Linked DNA regions of Hordeum vulgare: region 1 is linked to region 2. Evidence: chromatin contacts called from public Hi-C data. All regions are on one chromosome and are shown on one strand. Each heading gives the region's core, a stretch centred on a gene start, on an enhancer-like site or on the middle of the called end of the contact. The rest is flanking DNA. Distances are from core to core; before and after follow the strand shown.

Region 1 (4,923 bases), core at 1,019-3,518, 150 kb before region 2:
TCTCGAGAGGATGAAATCAATCTGGCTAGAGTGTTGACCACTACTAAAAGTAACTAGATGTGATTCTATCTTCTTAAAGAGGGTGTTAGCTACGATCATGTCGTAGGCTAGAGCAAAGCTTAACACATCTTCTCCTTCTTGATTCCTGATGCCATAGACATAGCCAAAGCCCCCATGCACTCCTTCAAAACCGGTGTTAGATGTGCCCACGTGGCCATTGAGGTCTTCTCCCATGAAGAGCCTCTCGCCAATCGGTACACTCCTAACCATGTCCTCCAGGCCTTCCCAGAACTCTCTTTGGTGTTCTCATTGTGGCCTAAATGCGGGGGATACGAGTTGATAACAATGAGAATTAAGTCCACAACTATCAGCTTGACTAGGAGAATCCAGTCCTCACGTCTCTTGACATCTACCACTCCATACTTGAGGGTCTTGTTGATCAACATGCCTACTCCATTTTTGTTTGCAGCCGTCCCCGTGTACAACGGCTTGAAGCCGGTACCCTCCACCTCCTCGCCTTTTGTCCCCTCCATTTGGTTTCTTGGATGCAAAGGATATCAACACCTCTCCTCATCGCTATATCAGCTAGCTCCCGAAGCTTACCTGTCAGGGACCCTACGTTCCAGCTAGCTAAGTGGCTTCTCCTTGGCTCGCTTCCTTACCCTTCGCACTCGTCGAGTAAAATGCAAAGACCCTTGCTCATTTTCCACTACACCCGTGCGTCGATGTAGTGCACCACTAAGGATGCGATGATCCGATCCTTGCTCACTTGCCATCATATCCAGATCAAGATACAGTGCGCCGCCAGGGGATGACGGCCAGACCCTTGTCCATTTGACACCACACCCGGGTTTCGATGTGGCGCGTCGCTGAGAGGGTTATGCCCCAATGAAAATCTTTTGGGTTTCATCTCCATAAGAGCGGCTAAGTTTTGACGTTGGCTCGTCAAGCCTATCACAACCCTCCTCCTTTACCCGGGCTTGGGACCGGCTATGTTGAGACAACATAGTCAATATTGTCTTGATCCCTCTAATATATTCTCTGATTCGGTCATGTCATGCGCTTATTTCAACATAAACTGAATATTATTCATTATTGTATAATCTATTAATTTTGTATGAAGAAAACATGATGCATGACTGTCTGTATAATGATGCCCACCAGTCAAACATAGTAGGTGCTCCAGATTTTACTCACTGAATTGCATCTTTTAATTTGTGATGATAAACAATTGGACCCTCATTAGTATTCGTATGCTATCTTTGCAGTTGGTACACCACTAAAGTGTTGTTGCTTTTGCCATTTAAATTTGACTACATAGAACTAGGATCCTACTGCATGGAATTTCTGGATCAAATCAAAACTACCTTTCTGCAATTAACTTACTTTATTTACATGCTTTGATGCTAGTTACCGGGATTCCATCACTCATGTTTTCTTTCGCATTATGGAATAATAGCTACATCAGATCTTATATGTTGAAATTTTACAGGTTTGGGAGGTTCGACCAAAGGCGAAATTTAACAAAGGCGATGCACTGGATCATTTATACCGGTATCTGCTTCAGCATCTCCAGGTGGAAAGCTCGCAGGTTCTAGCAATTCACATCGGAGATGATACTACTGACGAGAACGCTTTCTCGGTAAGATACTGAAAAGATCATCTAAATTGCTCTCATTTCTTAAAGTTCTGGTACTAAGAATTTATCCTACAATCAGATGCTCCGTGAGAAGGGGTATGGATTTGGGATACGCGTCCAGACGGAGCCCAAGCTCACTGAAGCCACTTACTCACTTAAAGATCCTTACGAGGTGATGGGGTTTCTTAAGAAGCTAGTGAAATGGAAAAAGCTTCTGTCAGGAAACAGGTCCAAATGCAATCGTATATGTTTCCACTAAAATACTTCTGTACCAACCTCTGATTCTTCACCACAGCAAACTGCAAGCTTCTGATTCTCCTCCGGTGATGTGCATCTGTAACAGCACATATGTGTAAACTTCATACAATAATAATAAATTAAGTCGTGAGATAACAGAATAACATACCCATACTTCATTAAGCCCTGTGCATCAGAGAGAAGATAGCAGCCGCATCGCCTGCCACCCGACGACGACGGCCCCGCCTCCCAACGCGTGCGCGCCGCACTTGGCCTCCTTCCGCGGTATTGGTTCATCGCGCGGCTTGGGTGGTGGGTGGGGTGCTGGTGGGGGCATTTGACGGATCCGACGCGGCGGAGAGGATACGCTATTCTATGCTATGGCGACGGGGACGGCATGGGCAAAATACAAATCTGATCCTTAGTCGCAAAAGAATCACAAATTGGGACTGCTCAGCTCACATTGTGTATCACCTTAGCCGTAGCGTCACCGTACCTGGCCAAACGGGCCGGGCCGGCCTGCCCCGTCGTAATCGTGTCAGGCACGACATGTCACGACTGGGCTCGATTATTAGCCGGGTCGTGCCGTGCCGGCCCGCGTGTCAGCCTCCCAGGCCCAAGCACGACACGTGGCCTAATCGGACCGGCTCGCGGCACGCTAAGGCACGGCCCGCGACATGTTTACTGTTTTTTCCCTCTGGCCCTCTCTCGCACAGATCCCGCCCAGATCCCGCCCCTTTCCCGCCCTTTCCCCGTTTCCCAATTCCCGCCCGCAGCCCCCGCTCCCACCCATGTGCCGTGCCGACGCCCCTTTCCCGCCCTTTCCCCGTTTGCCAATTCCCGCCTGCAGCCCCCGCTCCCACCCACGTGACGTGTCGACGCCCCTTTCCCGCCCGATGCCCGCACGACCACTCCCCCCGCTTCGTCGCTGCCTAATCGTGTCAGGTCATGCCAGCATGCGGGCTCAGGGTGGCAGCCCGGGCACGGCCCACGGCATACTCATGCCTGGCCCGGCCCGTGTCGTGCCTGGCCTGTGGGCAGTCGGGTCGGCCCGTTTGGCTAGGTTTGGGCGTCACATCCCCGACCACGCTGGCACCTAAGCCTCAGGTGTTGCACTTATGGCAGTGTGGTGTCGAGCGCTTAGGCGCCACACCCCCACTTATCCAACCGCGGGTCGGCCCTCTCCCCCACCCCCTTCCTCATTCACCTCCATCACCAAAGAGAGTTCTCCTTCGAATTCCCCTCTCCCCCTTTCTCAAACCCCTCTTCAAATCAAGCAGATCTGAAGGTTTGGTCCGGACATTTCGTCTCCAATCCCTTCCTTAACGTAATCTCACCCGATCCCCTCCCCCTCATACAAAAAATCTCATTTTCTCACTTTTCTGCAAATGTGAGGAAACCCTAGTTCTTCATGAAATTTGGGATGTGTATGATATTGTTGCACTTGTTTGTATGTTATGATAAGGGGTATGATGGGGTTAGGACTAGGGTTGTTTGGATGTTAGTATTATGGTTGTGTTGGGGCTAGGATTGTGGTTGTTTGGATGTTATGTTGTGTTGTTTAGGGATGTGAGTAACATGTGTTTATGTTCATCACGTAGACAAGGATGCCTTTAAGACAATATTGATCCGGACCCGGATGAGCTTGACATGGTGTTTTGTTGTTGTCCTAGCTATGCCGAGTTGTTGGAACAAGTCTGAAAGAATTTGAATTGGATGGACCCATGTGATGTTGTTGAGTTTGATGGTAGGCATAATATGGGATTTTGAATGAACATTCGTTGGAAGACCATGCGTGTCAACTCCGAGCAACGTCGGCTTACATACAAGGAGACAGTGGCCGAATCACTAGACAAGGCTCTAGAGTTATTTGCCATAAAAAAGATGATCCAAACTTGCACTTGGATTTGAACCGGGTTGCCTCTCCGATTGTTGATGCTAGTCCTCCACGGATCAACAAAGAGGCCAACATTAAACCCCTTGTGACACAACAATCGAGGACAATATTGACCCAGAATTCGGAGATCCAACATGAACCATTCCTAGAAGAGAATAGTGTGCATGATGATGATGAGAATGATGATCTTGTTCTCCATGGCAACAACCTTGGTGATTTGGACAAATATAATTTACAAGAGACAATGGACCATTCAATTCCGTACTCACGTGGCTATGCATCGGAGTCGGACGATGACGGTCCCGATGAAGAAGTTGATGAGGAAGGGTTCACGACAAAGGAGGCTGAAGCTTTCACGAAGGTATTAGGGCGGGATCATCGGACACCATTATTCGAGGATCTTAGTCTTGCGGATGAAGCCGTGGTTGATGGAGGCGAAGGCATATTGTTTGGAGTTAGGCCAACTTATCACCGGGATAAACATGTGAAGAATATTATTTTGCCGGGGTCAAAGGTCAAAACATTCCTCGAACTGAAGATGTGGTTGGATGAATATTCGGTTATGCATTATCGTCCACACAAAGTTGTTCATTCGAACATGAAGCTGCGTTACATGGTTGCATGTGAGGATTCATGATCTCCATGGACTGTCCGTGCAAGACCATGAAAAGGAGGGTCCGGATGGAACATTGTGAGTTGTATGTCTGACCTGTGTCGAGGCAAGAGGGTTGATGGCAAGCTTTCGTCCCAAACCATAGACAACTCACCTCCGAGTTCACCGCTTACGGGCTTTCCAACTTCATCTCCTCTCTTCCTACAATGAGCATAAAAAGCGTACAAGATGTTTTGAAAGCCCTCTTTCACTACCAGGTGAAATACGGGAAGGCATGGAAAGCGGAGCAATCTGCATTCAAGCTATTGTATGGTGATTGGGAGCAAGCGTACAACCGATTACCTAGGTTGTTGGGAGCTATTTCCGCCACTAACCTGGGCATGGTTCATGTGGTCGAGCCGTACGGGGAGAAAACAAGGATTCACAATGGAAAGACGGTCCGCGTATTTGGCCATGCATTTTGGGCATTTGAGCAATGTGTGGGGGCTTTTCAGCATTTTCGGTCGGTCATCTCCATCGATGGCACGTTCTTGACCG
Region 2 (4,460 bases), core at 1,115-3,614:
TTTTGTGCTTTTGATCTCCATCTTCAAAGCACCGACATGATATTCATCATCACCGGTGCCACACCATGATCTCCATCATTGTGCTGCCATGGAGGTTGTCCCGCCATCTATGCGTGTACTACTATTGCAACCTATTTAGCGACAAAGTAAAGCATCACTAAATTCAATTTTTTTTGAAGAAAACCGTATGGCTCCTGCCGGTTGCCGTAGCATCGACATGCAAGTCGATATTAACTATTACAACATGATCCTCTCATACATGAAATATATAACATCATGTCTTTGGCCATATCATATCACAACATACCCTGCAAAAACAAGTTAGACGTCCTCTAATTTGTTGTTGCATGTTTTACATGGCTGCTATGGGTATCTAGCAAGAACGCTTCTTACCTACTGCAAGGACCGCCTTTGTTAAATCCGATTCAACTAAAGTAGGAGAGACAGACACCCGCTGTCGGGGATGTGTAACCCGACTTGAAATATGACCCACCAAGGACTTGGCGACTCACCGGGATTCAATAGTGACCTGGCGGGCGACTCATACTTGACTCCACAGGCGATTTAGATAAATGACGAAGGACCAAGGCCCGGCGTGCACCCTGGCATAAGGCGGCTCATAGAGAGGCCAAGAGGGCCGACTCATAGAGAAGGCTCAAGAAGAGGAAAGACTCCCACAAGAAGGAAACAAGACCCGGATTAGGATTCAAGAGAGACTAGTCCTATTCCTACTCCTAGTAGGACTCTACATGTAAACCTACCCCTTCCACCTATAAAAGAAGGGGTAAGGCGCCCCAAGAGGGACAAGATTCACAACTTAGGTCTAGACAAGACAAATCATAAGATAGATAGATTAGACACCCACGAGATTAGAGGTGGCGAGTCTGCACCCTTGTAAACGAGATCATCATCTTCATCAATGAAACACAAGCAGGACGTAGGATTTTAGCTCAATCTGAGGGGCTGAACCTCGGTAAATCCGCGTCTCTCGATTCCGACCAACCCCTCTCAAGCCGCCACATAGCTGCGATGTCCTCACACCTAAGTTCTCTCAGAGGACATCTGCCGTGACAAAACCACGACAGTTGACGCCCACCGTGGGGCTGATCGCATGGTGGAATTGTGTTCTTGAAGGGATCTATCTTAGGGATCGAGAATCTCATGAGTAAACAGACAAAGAAGAATCGACAAAGAACAACCACCGAGGACAACCTAGGATGGGAAACTCATCGTTCGTTGATCTAAATCGGCGGTTCAAAGGAAACTCATGTGCACCGCCACTGCCTCAACTCAAGGACGTATCCAAGATCGTTCAAAGGATCATGCCGCAGAAACCAACATGAGTACGAGAGGAATTTCACAATGCGATGGGCGCAGGAGGTGCGGTCATTTTCTGTCAACAATAGTGGTGAGTTCATCATCACATCCGATTTGGCGACTCAAACATCTGGATTTCCTTCAACCTGTGCGTGGAGTTCTCCATCGTGTGTGGTTATGTACGGCTCCAACCCGGAAGCGAACGTGGACGCAGACACACAGCTCTCCCCCGCCTCTGTTGTCGTAGCTCATCAAGCCGGTGTGCCGCCACAGCAGCGGCCTCCGCCCTCGATTCGCTCTAAGAAGTCCCTCCGTTGTGGCCTTACCTCACCTCAACAGACGCAACCTCACCTTAAGGCGGCCTCGCCTCGCCATGGTCGATCCACCATGATGGAGGGAGCCGGCTACAATTTCCAGTAGATTGACGCCAACGTGGACTCGGTGTTTCCCCGCTGGCTCATTACTTCACCTCCGTCCATCCGCGTCGCCTAAGAGCAGTCTCATCCGGTGGAACTATTGTTTGTTGTTGGAGATAAGAAATAAGTGTGGCTAACAAAATGGACACCACAAGTGTGGCAAGATTTGGCAAAAAATTGAGTGTATGACATGTGGACCATATAACTAGAAAAATATGGCAAGCCACAAGTGTGTCAATGAACCAAACACATGCCTAAGGTATTGTGGCATGACTAAGGTTAGGCGTGGCAACCTTAGGTTGGGAACCAAACAGCCCCATGATGTGTGGATCAAGAAGCTTCACCCACGTGAGGTCTCCAGGACTACCTGATAAGGCGTCACATCAAAAGGAGTACAATGCATGCGAGAGAACACAAAAATCAATACAGACTACACAACGGCTCCGCTTGCTTCGCCAAAGCCGGCCATAACGTGGACTCAGATTCACCTTGTTCTGCAACCACGGCCCCGTCTGAGCAGGACTCGTACCCCTGCTGCGTCATGGCCCGCACGCGGGCATCATTAGCACTGCATCTTTTGCACCCCGCCAGCGCTCGCTATGATGACGCCGCGCTTCACCTGCACCTCCCCTTGCCCATGCGGAGCCACCGTCGTGGTGTCGCCTCGCCCCTATCATCGCCACCGTGGGCTCCGCCTCTATTGTGCCTCCCGTGCGAATCACCATGGCCCGCCGTCAGCGCCTCCTTGTTGCTCCGTTTTCTGAGCTGTTGCCGCTGTTGAGCCGTCGTCGCCTCGCCCTACTGCTAAGCTGCTGTCAGCTCACCCCGGCTACCTTCGCCCGTTGCTGAGCCGCTCCCTGTTGACGCCTCCACCGAGGGCTTCGCCCCACGTTTGCGTTTCCTCCACCTCCCTCAACGCCGACGTCTTCGGTAAACGATATCTCCGGCAAAGTTGATTGTGCTGAACAGTTAATTTGGTTGTCCCATGCTGCCGACTAGGGAGAACAGGGCAACCATGTCACCGATCGTGGTGGGCCTGCCGAAAGAACCTGGCCCCGTGAGCCTACAACTTTGATCCACATTTGGATAATCTTGTCACGTGGCTGCCGCCGGCGTACACGAACTACTGGTGTTCTGACTTAAGTATGGGGAATTGGATGGCGACGTGGAGAGGCACCAACATCCACCCACGGATCATTATTATTCCCTCCAAATCAGGTGCTATCCGTTTCCATCTTTTCTTTTTAAGCACCTGTTAATTGCTTTGAGAACAATTACTCTCGCCTGTAATATTTTGTTACACATGACAATTATTCATTACAAAAGCGGCATCATACTTTGAGTACGAAGCTCGTGTCAATCAATGCCGCGGCCAACTCTCATATCCGCGCGACCAAGACGACTTACAATGACGCGGTCAACTTTCACTTCTGCACGACTAAGACAGCTTACCATGCATCGCCTTCGCGGTCCAAACAACATCAACCCGCCGGTGTTGTATACACCATTACAAGCCTCCCAACAAACGCACCTGAGCCGCCGCCTCCGCTGCGTGGTTCATATCAAATATGTCAGAATATTTTCTAACGTTCATCCGTGAAAAACACATCAGGTGCTATTCATCTTATCTACTTTTTAGTACATATTATTTGTCCAGGAGAAATTACTTTGGGCTGCAATATTTTTCTGCAGGGGAATTCCTCATTAAAAAGGTGGCTTTATATCTTGGAGATGGAGCGGGTACCAACATCTTTCTTCGCCGGCTTATGCGATAGAAAAATATGAGATTCTCAAGTCGCCTCCTTGAGTCGACTTAAGACTCGGAGGCTACACAGACATGGCTCGCCAGATCTAACCAGGCGGAATAAATTCAAGAACACCGGGTCATTGCAGGCAAGATAACCCGATCCCGGGGGCAACTGCCTCATTGGCAGGCATTTTAAAGTCGCCCAAGAGGACGAGTCGCCACGATGCACCGTTCAAACATGGGTGCCCTGCTTCATTGGCGGGCATTTTAAAGTCGCTCAAGAGGACGAGTCGCCACGATGCGCCGTACAAACATGGGTGTTGTTTTTTATTAGCAGGTATTTTAAAGTCGCCCAAGAGGACGAGTCGCCACGATGCGCAGTTCAAACATGGGTGCCCGACTTAATGGCAAGAATTCATGGTTAAACCTGCATGTCTGCATGATGATACTCCGAACCCCCTGTACTCCGTTTCATGATAAGTCAATCCAGTTGGACGCTGAACTTATGCGTGTTAAAACATCGATTGGTCGGCAGTGCGGGCTTACAGAAAGTGAGGACACTCCATTTGCAAATAAGTCGCCTTCTTGGTCAAACCTGCCTGTCTGCATGATGCTACTCCGAACCCCGTGTACTCCCGATATGTCAATCCAGTTGGGCCCTGAACTATCCAGGTTAAAACATCGATTGGTCGTGAGTGTCGGCTTACAGAAAGCGAGGATATTCCATGGGCTATTAAGCCGCCTTCTTTGAAACTTGGTTAAACCTGCCTGTCTGCATGGTGCTACTTCGAACCCTGTGTACTCTCGATAAGTCATCCATTTGGCCCTGACTTCCAGGTTAAAACATCGATAGGTCGTGAGTACCGGCTTACAGAGAGCGAGGATAAACCAGTGGTTATCAAGCTAGTTTGACTGAAGTAAGATTCAATTCTCATAAACCAGTACTATTTTGTCATATACATGCATCATCTTGCATTGCA

The links. Hi-C and Micro-C count contacts between places; a contact is called where the count stands out from the background.
Region 1: a contact with region 2 is called in a Hi-C map of leaf, with 6 times the contacts expected there. The contact joins two enhancer-like sites. A contact is called at or near these places in 3 of 6 Hi-C or Micro-C datasets (leaf and seedling).

Annotation. Positions count from the first base shown.
Region 1 is chr5H:442,776,841-442,781,763 of MorexV3_pseudomolecules_assembly, reverse strand. No RefSeq gene overlaps it. Among protein-coding and RNA genes, the nearest start is that of LOC123398050, 32 kb to the left of the region's middle. Within about 2 kb of position 2,268, at least 3 of the 3 cell types and tissues checked have open chromatin away from gene starts, as enhancers often do. A contact at or near this core is called in leaf and seedling, where this site is marked.
Region 2 is chr5H:442,624,450-442,628,909 of MorexV3_pseudomolecules_assembly, reverse strand. No RefSeq gene overlaps it. Among protein-coding and RNA genes, the nearest start is that of LOC123398514, 12 kb to the right of the region's middle. Within about 2 kb of position 2,364, at least 3 of the 3 cell types and tissues checked have open chromatin away from gene starts, as enhancers often do. A contact at or near this core is called in leaf and seedling, where this site is marked.